Linked DNA regions of Sus scrofa: region 1 is linked to region 2. The links are chromatin contacts, called in public HiChIP or PLAC-seq maps. All regions are on one chromosome and are shown on one strand. The core of a region is the stretch at or near the end of the contact, and the rest is flanking DNA. Distances in the headings are between cores, read along the strand shown.

Region 1 (4,902 bases), core at 1,660-4,159, 620 kb before region 2:
CAAAAGTGGGTTCACTGGTACCAGGCCTGTGTCTTTCACTGTCCGAGAAGCCATCAGAAATCTCCTTCAATCCCACTGCTGCCATCGAATCTATTAAATAACAAAACCCAGCTGAGTACATTTAAAAGCTCTAATTGGGAGTTCCCATGGTGGCTCAGCAGGTTAAGGACCCAATATTGTCTCTGTGAGGATGCAGGTTCAATCCCTGCCTCGCTCTGTGGATTAAGGATTCGGTGTTGGCCCAAGCTTCAACATAGGTCTGATCTGGCATGGCTTTGGCTGTGGCCTAGGCCTCAGCGGCAGCTCCAATTCAACCGCTTGCCTGGGAACTTCCATGTACATCAGGGGCAGCCATTTAAAAAAAAAAAAATTGGAGTTCCCGTCGTGGCGCAGCAGAAACAAATCCGACTAGGAACCATGAGGTTGAAGGTTTGATCCCTGGCCTTGCTCAGTGGGTTAAGGATCCGGAGTTGTTGAGAGCTGTAGTGTAGGTCACAGACGCAGCACGGATCTGGCGTTGCTGTGGCTCTGGCGTAATCAGGTGGCTACAGCTCCGATTAGACCCCTAGCCTGGGAACCTCCATATGCCACGGGTGCAGCCCTAAAACACGGACAAAAGACACACACACACACACAAAATTTTTTAATGAACAATTCATGAGTCAGGCAACATCTCATCTAAGAGGTAAAGAGGAGCTCTGCTGAGCTGCAGAAAAGGAAGCTTTTTAAAGACAGAGCAGAAACAAGGAAAGTATTTGCAAAGATATAATGTTTCAGGCAAGGCCATCCTCCTGAAGGAGGATGTGAGCAGGGTCTATTAGCAGATTTCTCAGTCCTGACCAGGAAATTCCAGTTTAGCTGGAATCACATTCCTGGCTAAGGGTGACTTTGTAATTAGGATAGGTATTAAGTCTTGGCCTACTGCCACGGAGCCAACACACGTGACTCCAGTTGGGGCTTATGGTTTCCTTTTTCATAAGGGGCAGAGGTCCCTTTATCCACCTGACCGCAGGGGTGCCTCCTGGTAGGTACACTCTTGGGGGCAGGATGAAGGGAAAGGTCAGTGGGCCGGGCAGATACCTGAAGGGTAGCTTACTGTCACTGTCACAGAAGGAAGGAAATGCACCCCATTTTTAACAACCCTCATCCCTGAGTGACTGGATCTTGGTGGTCTCTATTCTATGAGTGCTCTTTTATGTTTTCTACCTTTTCTAGAGCACAATGTGTATTTTTAGAATCAGGAGAAAAGTAGGCTCGGTTTTTGTTTTTTTTTTTTTAATATATAACACGTCTGGAGGCCTGTCTTGAGTATGTGCCAGTTTGTTGGGTGTGGAAGGTGTGAAGCTGGGTGACTAATGGACATTGTCGTCAATGAACCCACCTCCTCGTGCTGACTGCCCCTTCCTTGTGTTCATACCTGTGTTCATACCTGCCAAGACCTTGTGAGATTCTAAATGGTTTCTGCCCCCAGTTTCCTTAAGTCATGTAACTCTGAAGTCCAATCACAACTGTGGTCCTTACTAGGCAATTTAGTTACTTGTTATATCCATTTGTTGATTCTTGAATTGTTTCAAATGAATCTATCTCTTCTTCCCAAAAAAAAGACTGAGTTTTTTTTTTTTTTAAAAAGACAAGACATTCTTAATATTTCTTGAATAGCCCTCCAGGTAACTAGACTTGTATTCATTATGTGCAATAAATATGAATTTGCTGGTGAAATTTCACTTTGAGTCACCAAAAAACTAACTTTCCCATAACTGCTGTCATTTGTCTCTCAGGGATGTTTACCTAATATTTAAATGGCCAGTCCTTTCCCCGCTTTTATGAAATCACCCTTAATTCCCCTTTCATTTCTCACTTCCTTCATCTTCCCAGTTTGAGTAGCCAGCACTCATATTTCATGATCATAAATATATACTTCAGTTAAGAATCTGGATAAAGCATAAAATCCTATCTGTTTCTTCTTTCTTATACATAGGGAATTCTATCCCTAAAATCATAAGCTATAGTGGTTTTTTGTTTTTGCATTTTGGGGCCATACCATACCCATGGCATATAGAAGTTCCCAGGCCAGGAGTCAAATCAGAGTTGCAGCTGCTGGCCTACACCACAGCCACAGCAATGCAGGATCCGAGCCTCACCCGAGACCTACACCACAGCTCACATCCACACCAGATCCTTAACCCACTGCGTGAGGCCAGGGATCGAACCTGCATCCTCATGGGTTCTAGTCGGATTTGTTTTTGCTGCACAGCAACAGGAACGCCCATGTAACCTATAGTCTTTACATGAGTTTTTGTGGGTTTTACTATGGCTGGGGTTAGATTCTGTTTTGAAAGCTTTTCCAGGGGTTCCATTGGAATACAACCTTTGAATCTCACAGGAGAGGTAACAGGATATAGTGGAAAGCCAGAAAGACCAAGATTTGGATCTCAGCTCACCTGACGGGGACCACTAACAAGATACCTTACCTCTGAGCCTCAGTTTCCTTATAGGCAAAATGGGAATCGTAACACCTGCCTCCTGATGTTAAGATTCAAGATGTCCCACAGGTGATCAGTAAACATTTGCTAAACTGATGAAATGGAAAGCACTCTCAGGAAAACACCCAAATAATTGTCTTTGTCCCAAAGGGCAGTGAGAGTCCTTGGGAAACCGTGTAGAACTCCTTTTCGAGTCAAATTACTTGGGCAAAGGTCAGCCCCTCCTTCAGTTAAAAAGCTGAGGGCAGGGCTTAACGAGGAAGTGGCTCTCTTTCCTGAGCCTCCCTCCAGCTCTAGTCCCAACCTGAAGAGGCTACACCCGCTGGGGTCTCAGATCACAAGAAGCCTCCCGCAATGAGAAGCCAGGAAGACTTGGCCAGAGTTTCCTCTTAAGTTTCGTGGAGAGAGACTCAGGTATAGAAATATCCTTACTGCCACCTGACCTGAAGCAGGAGACACCGCTAACAGCCTGGAGACCAGGTAACACCAGGAGGCACCAGTCTTCATTCTCAGCCTTTCCAGCAGGACCTGGGGTGGGCAGGTCCATCCTGGTTTTGCTAACTCACTAGAGATGAGCAGACCTCACGTTTCCCGAGTTTATTTCCAAGATCTTAGCATGTCAAACTCAGAAAGCAAAATTAAGAATCTAAAACTAAACGTTAAGCAACTAGTTTGGCGTTTCAAAGAAAGGGAAAGAAAGATATTTAGGTTTCTCTTTCATTTCTCCTTTGCTCAGAAGGCTTGGGATAGGTCAGTTCAGAATATGTAACTGGCCAAATGATTTTGAATTTTGTGCAGGCCTCTCTCACTGAGTGCGTGACAAGGTGCGTGATGACCTGACAGAAGCCTGTGGAAATGCAAGCTTCCTCCCCCAGAGCAGAAATGGGCTGCAGACAGGCGTGCCTGGGTTTGAGCCAGAGTCCTGAGCACATGTGGGAACTTGGACACAAGGTCTAGTCCTGGCAGACCCCCCTAGAGACTTCCTTGGGTACAAGGCTCAGGTGAAATGGGAAATTCTGCTCCCTCCCGAGGTCCCCACCCCCTTTGTTCATAATCATCAGAGCCTGAGTCTCTGTCTCTCAGTTTAGCTTCTATTGTAATGATTTTACCTCATTCCTCATTTCTCCCTGAGGATTTAAAGGACAGAAATGACAAACAGGAGGCGGGACGAAGACACTAGATGTTCAGGAAAGCGAGGGGGGAGGGCAGATTGCCTCTGAAGGGCATAAGGGGGGCAGAGGGGGCAGAAGGGCAGGTGAAAAGCAACCAGAAAACACTGAGCTCCTAATTTGGTCCTCAGGAATGAGCGTCCTCACTCCTTTTTTTTTTTTTTTTTTTTTTTTGGTGGGGAGGAGTCTTTTTAGGGCCACACCTGCGGCATATGGAGGTTCCCAGGCTAGGGGTCTAATCAGAGCTACAGCTGCCAGCCTGCACCACAGCCACAGCCATGCCAGATCTGAGCCGTGTCAGCAACTTACACCACAGCTCACAACACCACTGGATCCTTAACCCACTGAGCAAGGCCAGGGATTGAACCCACAACCTCATGGGTCCAGTCGGATTTGTTTCCGCTGTGCCACAGTGGGAACTCCCTCACTCCTGTCTTACATTCAGGTCTCAGCAGAGTGAGCAAATTTGAATTCCATCCAGCTTCCTGGGGCCCTGGGGCCACAGCCTCTGTGCCGTTGTAGGGTCTCTTTCCTCCGTGACCTGCCACAGGAAGGGAAGCAAAATCTAACCTCGACAAAGGAATCCAGAGCTAGAACAACCCCAAGGGTGTCCTGCCATCCTGGAGGTCAGGTGCCGCCCTGCCCCGCTCCTAGGGGACTAGCTGCGTGGGAACCCGCAGGACTTTGGCCATCTAGGGGTTGAGGGAGAGGGAATCTTCTGGGAGGGCAAAGAGGCCAAACAAAGACACCATGTAACCTCCCTCCCTTTCAGAAGCAGTTTGGTGTAGATAAGGAGAGGGTATGTAAATACAAAGAGTAGGGCTGGGGAGCCACTGAATTACAATAAGCCTCACACATCTGATCCTGGAGCTAATTGAACCCTCCAGGCTCTGCACCTACACCCTGGGACCCCACCCAGGACTTCCTTTCCATAAACATAAGCATAAAACTTACCTGTACATTTCCATTGACCCAGAAGTTGAGCATTTTGAACACGAATGGCTGAGAGCAGAAGGGCTGCAATGTGTGATAAAGTAACTCGCTGCTGCTCTGCACCAAGACGTTATGGTCAATTTAACAGCGCCCTCATTCACAGTGGGGATCAGTGGGATGCACTGGAAGTGTCTTAACTGAGACTGATGCCATGGTCTCCTCCGCACCGCTGCTCCTGGCCACTGTCTGCATGCTGCCGGGCTCTCTGCTTCTCTCTCTCGCCCTTGGCCTTGCCTCTTGGTTGGGCCAAGCACTCA
Region 2 (5,233 bases), core at 465-2,964:
GGGGAAGGCAGTTAAAGACTCTTTGGGCTCTGTTTCAGATATGATAGCCCTGTTCATCCTGTTTTAACTCCCATCATCTTGCTCAAAATCATATGGATAGGTAGACTTCAAGTTGCCAAGGGGAGCAGAGAAACGCCCAAATAATAATATCAGATCTGAGAACATGGTTGTGGTGGTTGTATAAATCACTTCACAATCTGGACTTTGCGATTACTTTCACCCTTCAGCGACTTGCAGCTCTCTCAAAGCGTTCACTTGTATCTATCTGAATGTTCTGGGTGGGCTGGAGAAGTGAATCTGGTGGGAGAGAAAGGTGAAGGAAGGAAGGGGCTGTTGTATTTGGCGGCGGGACTCAGGTAGAGGAAACTGCTACAAGCCGGGAAAGAACTGAAAAATATAAAAGAGGAGACGAGTTCCCACACGCAGACCAAGTCAGTGGCCTTAACAGTGCTTGGGAAGCAAGAACCTGGGCCAGGGGTGTATCCTCGCTTTTTTAAACGAAATGTATCTGAGACAGCTACTAAGTTTATTAGGGACTTGGGAGACCAATAGAGTTTTTGATCTCGAAGCCCTTTTCTTGTTTTTATTGAGGGAGAGCTTGGGTTCAGAATACATTACAAATGCAGCATCTATTCCAGTCTACTTATAGAAAGACGTCCTCCTGGGCTTCCCCCCTAAGCCCCCTGCCTCCCCTAGAACAGCACAGACTTCTAGGTTAAGGGTGAGCTAACCACTGCTCACCCCCAGCTAAGGCACCCAGGCTCAGGGGCTCCCCGCCTCCCCCGCTGAGCGAGCGGTGGGGGCCCCCCCGGGAGAGAGCCCAGCTGGGGGCCGAGCGCCCAGCGGCGAGCCCAGCTGCCCGCCCCTACCCGCTCGGCGAGCGAGGGGAAAATAAGATCGCCCTCGGCGAGGAGAGGGAGGTCGGGGCTCCGGAGCGGAGCGCAGCGCAGGGACCAGAACCCGCCACCTCTCCGGCCAGGCCCCTCCCCGGCTCCCCGGCCTTTTGGCGAGTTTGTCTTATTTTTAATTTCTCCGAGGCCAGCCAGAGCAGGTTTGCTGGCAGCCCGGCACCTCCAGCAGTCACGCGACCAGTCGAGCTCCCGGCCGCGCGCTCGGCGGCGGCGCGCTCGGGAGGCGGGGAGGCGCAGCGGCGGCTCAGGGGCCACCTTAAGGCCCAGCTCGCCAGTCTCGGCTGGGCGGCTCCCGGCGCCGCGACCAATGATCTCCTCCTCTGTTTAAATAGACTTGCGGTGTCAATCATCTTCTTCTTCGTCAGCCTCCCTTCCACCGCCATATTGGGCAACTAAAAAAAGGGGGCTCGTCTTTTCGGGGTGTTTTTCTCCCCCTCCCCTGTCCCCACTTTCTCGCCGCTCCGCGACTCCGACGCCGGCAAGGTTTGGAGAGCCGCTCGGTCGGCGGGACCCGCGGGCTCGCAGCGGCGGGGACTCGGACTGGCTCTGCCCCCTCCTCTCTCCGCTGCGCTCCTCTCCCCTCCCCTCCCCGCCCTCCAGCTCGCCCGTACACTTGATCGGCGGAGACTCGGGGCTGCCTGGCCCGGGCTGCCCCTCGCCCCCTCCCCCAGCCCCAGCGCGCTCCTGACGCTCGGGCGCTTACTCGTCGGTGTTTGTTTCTCTTGGCTCGGAGGGCAGCCGCAGGGCTTATAAGAGGGGCTCGGGCTGGGTCGAGGCGTTTTGTTTTGTTCGGTTTTGTTTTGCGAGAGCGCGAGAGAGGCGGTCGCCGAGCCCCGGGAGGAAGATGTCAAACGTGAGAGTGTCTAACGGGAGCCCGAGCCTGGAGCGGATGGACGCCAGACAGGCGGAGTACCCCAAGCCCTCGGCCTGCCGAAACCTCTTCGGCCCGGTCAATCACGAAGAGTTAACCCGGGACTTGGAGAAGCACTGCAGAGACATGGAAGAGGCCAGCCAGCGCAAGTGGAATTTTGATTTTCAGAATCACAAGCCCCTGGAGGGCAAATACGAGTGGCAGGAGGTGGAAAAGGGCAGCTTGCCCGAGTTCTACTACAGACCCCCGCGGCCACCCAAAGGCGCCTGCAAGGTGCCGGCGCAGGAGGGCCAGGGTGTCAGCGGGACCCGCCAGGCGGTGCCTTTAATTGGGTCTCAGGCCAACTCAGAGGACACACATTTGGTAGACCAAAAGACTGATGCACCGGACAGCCAGACGGGGTTAGCGGAGCAGTGCACTGGGATAAGGAAGCGACCTGCCACAGACGGTAATGACCCTTTCGAATGCATGAAACGTCTGTTTGTCTGCCTCTCTCTGTTTGTCTGCCGTGCTGTTTTCCCTGCTTGAGGATCTTAAACCTCCGCTTTCTTTTCAGCGCATTCTGACTTAGCTCTTGGGGAACACACCTTCCTCATCTTAGGTTTTAAATGCTATTTGGCTAGCTGCTGGTCTGTTTATGACTTTTAAGTCTGAAGCATGAGACTGTGCTATCTGATAATTTCTCTAACTGAAAACATCGCGGCTCCTCCCCGCTAGCCAGCTGTAGGTATGTGACAACGTTGGGATGTTTATCAACCACCTCCCTCTTCGCTTTGGAGAGAGAGAGATTTGGGGCGTAGAATACACTTTCTGTTATGTGAAAACAACCTCATTTTGTGCCCTTAAAGGCCACTGGGAATGACGGATCCAGGATGGTGGGTGGAGGTGGTGGGTTTTTTGTCCCCTCAGTATCGAGCCAACTTGTGTCAGCCATTGTTTTTTCTAATAAAGATTATTTGTGTGTGTTCTTTTTAAAATTCCCTCCTGCCTTTAGATTCCTCTCCTCAAAACAAAAGAGCCAACAGAACAGAAGAAAATGTTTCAGACGGTTCCCCGAACTCGGCTTCAGTGGAGCAGACGCCCAAGAAGCCCGGCCTCAGAAGGCGTCAAACGTAAACTGCTCGGTGGGTTGATCACTGGAAGCAAATAAGTGACACCCGATTTGGGCTGAAGGAACTCATGGGTTTTCAAACACCAAGATACCCGATCTTAGTGGTGTCTGGCAGATTAGAGCTTGTGGGGTTTTGTTTGTATTTTATGAGGTCCAAAAAAAGGAGGAATGGGAAAGACTGGGCATCAGGGTGGGGGTACTATAATTCTTCCCAGTTTCTCTGTCCTGAGATCATTTTCCTTTGAAGCTCCCAATGATTAGAGCAAGTGTCCCAGGCAAATACTTGCAACCAAGGCCCTGTGGGTAGGAAGGTCAGTTCCCTGAGAGTCCCATCAAAACGGTGTTGGGAACAATAGGTTCTTTTTCCATCTGAACAAGAGCGGGGGTCTGCCTCCATCCCACTTCAGGAGAATTCATCTCCCAGAGGACCAAGCTGACTCTAACAGATTTTGAGCCATACATGGAAAAAAATGGCAAATAAATGATCCAGTTAAAACTTTGAGGGAAAAGTTAGGTACAAATGGCTCATATCTGGTTAATCACATGGTTAGAAATGTGAATAGAGAGGAGTGTGGCTTTCTTTTATCTATCGTTTTCACAAAGTGTCACTTGCCCTGTTTTCTGATCAGTGTGGGGGATGGAGAAGGAACCTGTGTATTTAAAAAAAACCAAAATGGAAGGCTCAAAAACGCTAAGGTTCCTATGGAATTTCTGATAACACTGAAGTTACAAAGCAGAAGTTAAGTAACTCTGCCAGAGTAAGCAATCCAGGAACACGTCAGCATGTGTATGCTAATCGTGCTATAACAGGATAATTTGGATATTTGTAGGGGAAATGGATAGTAGATACCAGGGCTGCCACTGGTTAGGGCTACCCCGAACAAGGCAAGTGGACATTTTTCCACCTACTAAAATCTGATCAATGTAAAAAACTAATTTGCATAATTCAGCCCCCCAGCTTTACATGGATTGGTTTCCATAATGATCAAACTACATATATTAGTTAATAGTTTGTACACTCCTTACAGACAATGACCGTGACCTCTTTTTTTTCCCCTCCACAAACACCCTCATAGCTTAGCATTTAAAGAGATCCTAAGAGATGTTGACATTAACTTTCAAAATCCTCATTTATAAAAATTTTAAAATAAAGAACAGGGATGAAGGTAGGGTTCAAGTTTGTTGTGTTTTTACATCAGTGTCACAGGTAGGACTTTATTACATACGTCTGATATCTTTCAGAGCTTATACAACACGGCACTATCGAACCCTACGTTATAGCTGTATATGAAGTGAAAAAAATTTCTGAGTCAACCTTAACACCTGTGGCTCTTGTTGGTTGGTGACTCGTGGCCTAGCTCATCAGATGAGCCACAGCAAATCAGACCTACTGGATTTTGATCTGGCCGCATTCTGACATACAGAGAGGCATTTGTTAGTAAATATTGCCAGTTCAGCGAATACAGGAAATAGTAGTAAGGACCTCTTCTCAAGCATTCATGTGTGTATACTCTTCATACGACTGAGAAACTAGTTTTTTTTTTGGGGGGGGTGAATAGAATTTTCTTTGGTGAGCTTTTCTATTTCCAGTTATTTTTCAAATTTAGAAAATTTTGCTACTCTTAAGTGTTAACAGTTCCTTAATTTTCCTGTGTCTGTTCTTTCTCACTATTTTTGACCCCGATTCTCTAGACCAGGGTTTCTCAACCTCTGCACTGTTGCCATTTTGAGCCGAATAATTCTTTGTTGTGGGAGGGTGTCCTGTGCGTTGTAGAATGTTTTGGGAGCATCCCTAGCCTCTCCCAGTAGATGCCAGTAGCACCCCCTCCACACCCAGTATGACAAGCAAAAATGTCTCCAAACATTGCCAGATGTCCCCTGGGGGACAAAATTATCTACTGTTGAGAAGCACTGCTCTAGACAAAAGTACCCAGCGCAGGAGAAAGTAAAAATCTGGGGATTGAGATGGCTCTAGTCACCAACTTCTACTACATTCTTCCTTTTCCATCGCCCAGGTATTTCCCAATTAAGGCAGGAACAAAATAATTCTTGTTAATATGTTGGCAATATTATTCTAGTGCTTTTCTCCTAATTCTTTTTTCTTATTTCTTTTGCAGTATTAAGAGTATGTTTCCTTGTTGATCAGATACATCACCGCTTGATGAAGCAAGGAAGATAAAAAATAAAAATTTTAAGTGCATATCTGACTCCATGAAAGGGACAACCCGTATAAAGCACTGAACAGCAACAAGTCAATAACACTAAAATTTTAGGCACACTTAAAATCATCTGCCTCTAAAAGCATTGGATGTAGCATTGTGCAATTAGGTTTTTCCTTAT

Evidence for each region. HiChIP or PLAC-seq counts read pairs in DNA pulled down with a chosen protein or histone mark.
Region 1: a contact with region 2 is called in an H3K27ac HiChIP or PLAC-seq map of alveolar macrophages. The contact joins the promoter of BCL2L14 here to the promoter of CDKN1B in region 2. A contact is called at or near these places in 1 of 5 promoter capture datasets (liver), 2 of 47 Hi-C or Micro-C datasets (both in embryonic fibroblasts) and 2 of 2 datasets of contacts at active chromatin or transcription factors (alveolar macrophages and skeletal muscle).

Annotation. Positions count from the first base shown.
Region 1 is chr5:60,355,738-60,360,639 of Sscrofa11.1, reverse strand. BCL2L14 (BCL2 like 14) reads left to right here and starts at 2,909. Exons shown (of 6, transcript NM_001315668.1): 1 at 2,909-2,963.
Region 2 is chr5:59,732,312-59,737,544 of Sscrofa11.1, reverse strand. CDKN1B (cyclin dependent kinase inhibitor 1B) reads left to right here and starts at 1,714. Exons shown (of 3, transcript NM_214316.1): 1 at 1,714-2,230; 2 at 2,777-2,906; 3 at 5,011-5,233. The coding sequence starts at 1,756. The coding sequence ends at 2,898.